Linked DNA regions of Mus musculus: region 1 is linked to region 2. Evidence: chromatin contacts called from public HiChIP or PLAC-seq data. All regions are on one chromosome and are shown on one strand. The core of a region is the stretch at or near the end of the contact, and the rest is flanking DNA. Distances in the headings are between cores, read along the strand shown.

Region 1 (3,260 bases), core at 313-2,812, 45 kb before region 2:
TATTTCCAGGTTTCCAAAATAGTAATTTAGTTTACATTTGGGGGAAAGAAGGGGGTATTCCAGACAGGATTTCTCAGTGTAGCCCTGGCTGTCCTGGAACTCGCTCTGTAGACCAGGCTGGCCTTAAACTGTGCCTGCCTCTGCCTCCGCAGTGCTGTAACATGCTAGAATGACAGTGGTCTGCATCCTAGCCAGCATTTGCCTTTGTCTTTCCCTTTGACACTTTCTATCTGAGTCCTTCTGGTTGGTGGACAGTGGCTTCGCACTGAGTTGTTAGTTTGTACCTCCCTGAAGAATGGTAAAATCTAGCATCTTGTCTTGTATTTACTGACCTATGTAAATCTTCTGTGATGTTTCTCTTAAGCCTTTTGTCAGTTGTTGGGTTAGGTTGTATATCTTTATTGAGTTATAGTTTGTATATTCTAGTCATAGATACACATCAGATGTGTTATAGAAATCTTCTGTGTCTTGCCTTTTTTATAATGTTAGTCTTTTCATGCATATAAGGTTCATTTTTATTAAACCTGGTTTGTCTTTATTTTTCCTTTTGTTATTAGTGGAATTTTTTGTGTCATGTTTAGCAGTTTTTCATAGTCTTAGATAATCTCCAAAATTTCCTCTGAGAACCTTGCTTTTTGTAACTGATTTTTTATTTAAGGTTTGAATTGAGATTCAAATTTGTTTTTTATTCTTGTGGGCCCATAATTTGCTCAGCACCTCATTGAAAACACCACCATTCCCCGCACTGCACAGAGAAGGCACATCTGCCTTACTGATGGGCTCTCTACTTTGCATTCATTGTCTTATTTAGTCTCCCATGAAAACTCAGGGCTTAACTACCCCTTTGTACGTCAGGACACCTAGAAGTGTAAGTCCTCTCCCTAGCTGGGTTGTACTTCCTAAGATCACCTGGGCTGTTCTCCGCAGTACACATTTCCACATAAATGTCAGGATCAGCTTGTGACTTCTTAATGAAAAAAGCCTGCTGTGAATTTTGATTGGGATTTCATTGGGTCCACAGGTTAGTTTGGAGAAGATTCAAAGTGTTATCCTTCTGCTTATGCTAGTGTTAGTTACTGAGTGCTGGGCTGAGGATGAGAGCAAGTCACGGGTAGCATTTGGGCAGCTTGATTAGTATCACTTGTTCACATGCCATCTTGCTTCTGTGTCTGTGTCCAGAGTCTCCTTTTTATAAGGCTACAAATGATAGCCAATGGTGCTGTCCTGCTGAAATCCTAGCACTGGCTGTTGGAAGCAGGATGTGTAGATGTTTAAAGTCTGCCTCAGCTAAATAGTGAATTCCGAGCCATCGAGGGCTGTATGAGCTGTCTTAAAACAACAAAGATGCTATTTTGAGGTACCTTGGATTAGAATATATATTTGGGAGGAAGCACAATTTAGTCCATAACAGAAGCTGTAAGTGTTGTCACAGTTTGGAGAAAGAAAGGATGTCTAGGAACAGTTCCTCTTCCTACCATGGAAACTTGGCATGGTCCTTGTGTGTGTGAAATAGAGAGTCGTGGCATCCCAAGACCCTAGGGCCCGTAGACCCCAGCAAGTTGACTGCCTTTCTCTTTGCACATTGCTGCTTCTACCGAATGCTGCTCTCTTAACAAACCCTGAAACTGCCACACAGAGGTTACAGAAAGAGAAATAGATTTCCGAAGTTTGCTGTTCTTCTCAGGATTGGCTGAAAGAAGAAAGCAAAGGGACCTATGTGAGCCAGCCCCAGCCGTGCTGTCTGTCACCTTGAGTCCTCCTGCTAGGTCATCAAGTAGTAAAGCTGTGGACACTGTGAGTCCCTGTCACCCCAGGCAACAATTTCCTCAACGCAGTTGTACTGAGCTCTGACCTTTTTTACTCTAGGGATTTTCCGAGAAAGATTCCAGCTGATAGGATGGCCTCCAGCCATGGCTACAGTATATTTATGCCTCAGCAAGAGAGGAGAGAGGACATGCAGTGTAAGGAAGGGTGTGTGACCTGATCCGTGATGCACTTCTGCCAGATTTCCCAGTGTGAGCACTTAAGAGATGAAAGGAAGAAGCCTCTCAGATCTCCAGCTTCTTTCCAGAGACCGCCCACCCGTCCCACAGCGGGGAGACCCGTCCCACAGCGGGGAGACCCGTCCCACAGCGGGGAGACCCGTCCCACAGCGGGGAAAGGTTACATCTAGGCTGCTGTGCTCTGACCTTCCCATAACAGCCCTTTTCCTGCTTCTAAACTTCTTCAGCCTTGAATGCGAGAGTGAAGATAGTAATAGCCGCTTGATATTTTAGGGCCTTCTTTACCATCATGCAGGCGTGAGAACCCAAGTTCTATCCCATGAATTCATGTAAAGTAAGCTTGGTGATGTAGGGTGGTGGTGGCACATGCTTTTGATCCCAGCACTGGGAGGCAGAAGCAGGCAAATCCCTGTGACTAAAAGGACAGCCAAGGCTACACAGAGAAACCCTGTCTTGAAAAATCAAAATAAAAAAAGAAGGAAGGAAAGAAAGAAAAAACAAGGTGAATGACTCCTGAGGAGCAACACCCAAGATTGTCCTCTGGCTTCCATCCACACGTGTGCACACACATGAACATACATTCAAAGAAAAATTAGTAAATCTTGCTGTGTTTACACATAAAGAACTTATAGCATGACATCATCTCTAATAATTTAATTGCGGTAGACAAATTTAAAACTAGAGTTTTCCCTGAATCATGGCAGTTTCTGGTGGTTGCTGCATTATAACCCTGTGGTTACCTGCTTTAAAAAAAAAAGTACAATTTCAGACAAGTGTGCCAGTGGTTACTTTTGTTTTGTGCAAAACTCTTGTTTGTTTCTGAAGGCTACTCTCTCTTGTGACTTTAAGGCTGTATTTACCCTTTCTTTACATCTTTTCTTTGAAGTTTTTGTTCTGGGAAACGATGCTCAGAAGTCTATACAAGCTAGTCATAGTGGCTTACCCCTCTAATATCAGCATTGAATATGTTGAGACAGGAAGATTGTCAGAAAGCCAGAACAAAGTGAGTTCAAGCTACAGCCTGTGACAGAGTAAGGCCCTATCACAAAAGGGAAGGAATGGGGAGGGAGAGTATGAACGAGGTCAGAAATTTGTACATTCTCTAATAGCATATCAAAGTTGAATGTTAGATTAAGACATACCAGAGATAGTTATGGAAATAAAGCAGTTCCTCTGTTTCCCTACCGGGGCTTTTGCAGTAGTGATACCTGGAGTCTCATCTCATAGCCAACTCCTGAGTCCTAACCGCAGCATTCC
Region 2 (2,867 bases), core at 180-2,679:
ATGGGTTTCAAAAAAGTTTTGGAGGGTTTAGCACCGAGCCTTACAGGGGAAGGCAAAGGAATCATTTCTGAATTGCTAATGAAAGCCAAGATAATACATAAGCAAGTGGCATTACAAATCCTGAGGGATCAGAAAATTCTGGAATAGCTTTGGAGAAGAGCGTCTGTCTGGGACAGAAATGTGGGATATCTGAGGACATGGAAAAAGGGAGGGTAACTAAAGGGATGACTTCTGCCTACTTTGGTTGAAAGTTAAGAAACCCACACCATTTCAAAAGAATAATGCATTTCAAATCCTGGGGGAAACAGGGATTGGGTCTTGAGGTAGGTAACTTCCAAAGGCCCAGGATCTGGTTTTGGAGGCCCTGGAGTGAAATTTAAAAGGGGGTAGCACTTAATGATCTTCCCAGGAAAGGGGAGAGACTAAGTTGGGCATTGTAATGATTTTAAAGAAGGGGGGGGGCGGTAAGATGAGTACCAACTGAGACTTTGTAGTGTTTAAAGGGTAAGAGTGTGTAGAAGAGTGTTGGCAACATCATTGGAAAAACAGGCTGGAGGGCAGGAATGGACTCCATAGTGTTAGAGAAATAAAGAGTGGGGGTTCCCAGACAGGAAAATGGGGCCTACCTGGAGAAGGGTGGGGAAGAGAGTGGGACTGCACATCCCAAGGAGGTGGGAAGAGGGGGAAAGGGTTGAGTTGAGAACTGCCGGACAGAGCTTGTCTTTGGGGACAGCCAGGCAGGGCTGAGAGGAGTCTGCCTGGGAAGCAATTTTCACTAGAGAATGGATTTAAAGCGATTAAGTGACTTGTGGAGGAGTAAGAAAGATTTAGGGAAGATAAGAACCAATTCGGGGAATCTGTGGGAGAAAGCCCACAGTATGGGGGACTGGGCACCGTCCCACTGGGCTTAAGAAAACGGAGCGACTGACTGGCTATGTCCAGGTTTTTTTTTTTTTTTGGGGGGGGGGGGCTCCGGGCGAGGAGAAAACCCGGATGAGGGGGATGGGCAGGGCTGGAGGAAGGGGGCTAAAGGACGGAAGGAGGCCCGATTTCAGGACTCGGGTGGCAGTGGCTGGGATGGCGAGAGGAACAGTGGGAGCGGATGGAGCCCCCTGGGGGCTGGGGGCAGGCTGCGGGGGTGGGGGGGGGTGCGAAGGCCTCTGGAGCTGCGGAGGGAGGATGGGGGCGGGGAGCCTGCGCCGGGCCGTTACCTGTCCTGGGTGTTTATCATCCTCGGTGGCTCTGCTCAGGGTGGGAGGAGGCGGCGCGGGGAGTGGGTAGGTGGACGAGTGGGTGGGTGTGGGGTCGCGCGCGCGGGCCGGTCTCTGTGGGCTAAGTCCCTGTCAGGCCGCGGGCCGAGTGCCCTCCTCTTGCCTCAGCGAGCGCCTGCCTCCAACTGACCCTCCCCGGCCGCCGCCGCGCAACCGCCCCGCCCCCAAGTACCTCATCTGCATAGCCCCACCCAGCGCCGCTTGGTGTCCTGGGAAACTGGGGCCCACAACAAAGGGCGAAGCACCGCCCCGCCTGGGCGCAGGCGTACTAAGGGCAAGCTATCATCTCGGGAAGAGGGGCGGTAGCCAGGGAGAAGAGGGGAAAGAGGTCTCTCTCGATGCCAGGAACTCAGGTTCTGCTTGGCTAAGGCCAGTCTTCATTTCTGCTTTTGTTCTTTCTTAATCATTTATGTATGTTTATTTTTTATACACATTGGTGTTTTGCCTGCATGTATCTCTATATGAGGATGTCAGATCCCCTGGCACAGGAGTTACAGACAGTGTGACCTGCCATGTAGAGGCTGGGAATTGAACCCAAGTCCTCTGAAGACCAACCGGTGCTCTTATCCGCTGAGCCCTCTCCACTCGTTCATGTCTGCCTTTTGTTTGTTTTTTGATACAGTCTTTGTAGCTCAGGCTAGCCTCAGACTCACTGGAAGATGACTTGGAAACCCCCATCCTCCTTCCTTTACTTCCTGTCCTGCCAAGTGCTGGAAATAGTGTGCCTCACCACACTGGGCACTTGCTGCTTTTGGTGTGTGGCCAAACCGAAACCGGAGAATAGTATTTGTAAACCCATGTCACTAAACAAAACAAAATCTGAAATAGAAGAATACTCCTCATAGAGTAGCACCATTTCCAGTGTGAATCTAATCCCACAGATCTTTTCCTTCAATTCATAGTACAATGACAGTGGCTTCCAGCCAATCGGTGCAAGCTGCTTCAATCGATCATGCAAGGCACCTAGTGCACTGCCACTGTCTTACCTGGCCCTCTAATCACAGAGGCCAGGCAGCAATGTACACACACCCCCAAATCCCAGCCACACTCACAGGAGAACCCTAGTTGTCAAACCTGTGCAGTCAACTTAGACTGCAGTCAGTAGAGACTGTGTAAGCCTTTATCTATCTTAGCACCCAGGAAGCAGGGGCAGGTGAGGCTCTGTGAGTTGAAGGCCAGCTTGTAGTACGCAGGCAACAAGTTCCAGGCTGCTTAGTGTAACATGGTGAGACCCTATCTTGGGGGTGGGGGAGGGAGGGGAGAGAGAGAGAGAGAGAGAGAGAGAGAGAGAGAGAGAGAGAGAGAGAGAGGTGGGGCAGAGGGAAAGGGAGAGGATGCACTCTCAGACCACAGTGGTCACCTCAAATCATCCGTTCATTTAGTCAAAGTTCAGTAAATAGCTACATACTATGTGCTTCTAGCATGGGCAGGAATCCAGGAAGCTTCCACAATGGGCCAGGCAATGTACCTACCTTGGATGTCACAATCTGTCCAGAGAGAGAGGCCATCACAATATGAGGTAAGTACTCAGTCTGAAGGACACTGCAAAGAAAGCAACACGCAGAAGAGACAGCTTGAAAAACCTGTACTTTTTCA

The links. HiChIP or PLAC-seq counts read pairs in DNA pulled down with a chosen protein or histone mark.
Region 1: an H3K27ac HiChIP or PLAC-seq map of trophoblast stem cells shows a contact between it and region 2, with 17 read pairs. The contact joins the enhancer-like site here to the promoter of Oaz2 in region 2. A contact is called at or near these places in 2 of 39 promoter capture datasets (macrophages and stem cell-derived epiblast-like cells), 2 of 484 Hi-C or Micro-C datasets (embryonic fibroblasts and nephron progenitors), 6 of 115 datasets of contacts at active chromatin or transcription factors (embryonic stem cells, heart atrium, intestinal villus epithelium and 2 more) and 3 of 9 other capture datasets (adipose tissue, liver and pancreatic islet).

What each region holds. Positions count from the first base shown.
Region 1 is chr9:65,720,028-65,723,287 of GRCm38.p6, reverse strand. All of the region lies in intron 3 of Zfp609 (zinc finger protein 609), which reads left to right. Among named protein-coding and RNA genes, the nearest start is that of Oaz2, 45 kb to the right of the region's middle. Within about 2 kb of position 1,562, at least 48 of the 459 cell types and tissues checked have an H3K27ac peak or open chromatin away from gene starts, as enhancers often do. A contact at or near this core is called in heart atrium and trophoblast stem cells, where this site is marked.
Region 2 is chr9:65,675,110-65,677,976 of GRCm38.p6, reverse strand. Oaz2 (ornithine decarboxylase antizyme 2) reads right to left here and starts at 1,429. Exons shown (of 5, transcript NM_010952.3): 1 at 1,212-1,429. The coding sequence starts at 1,231.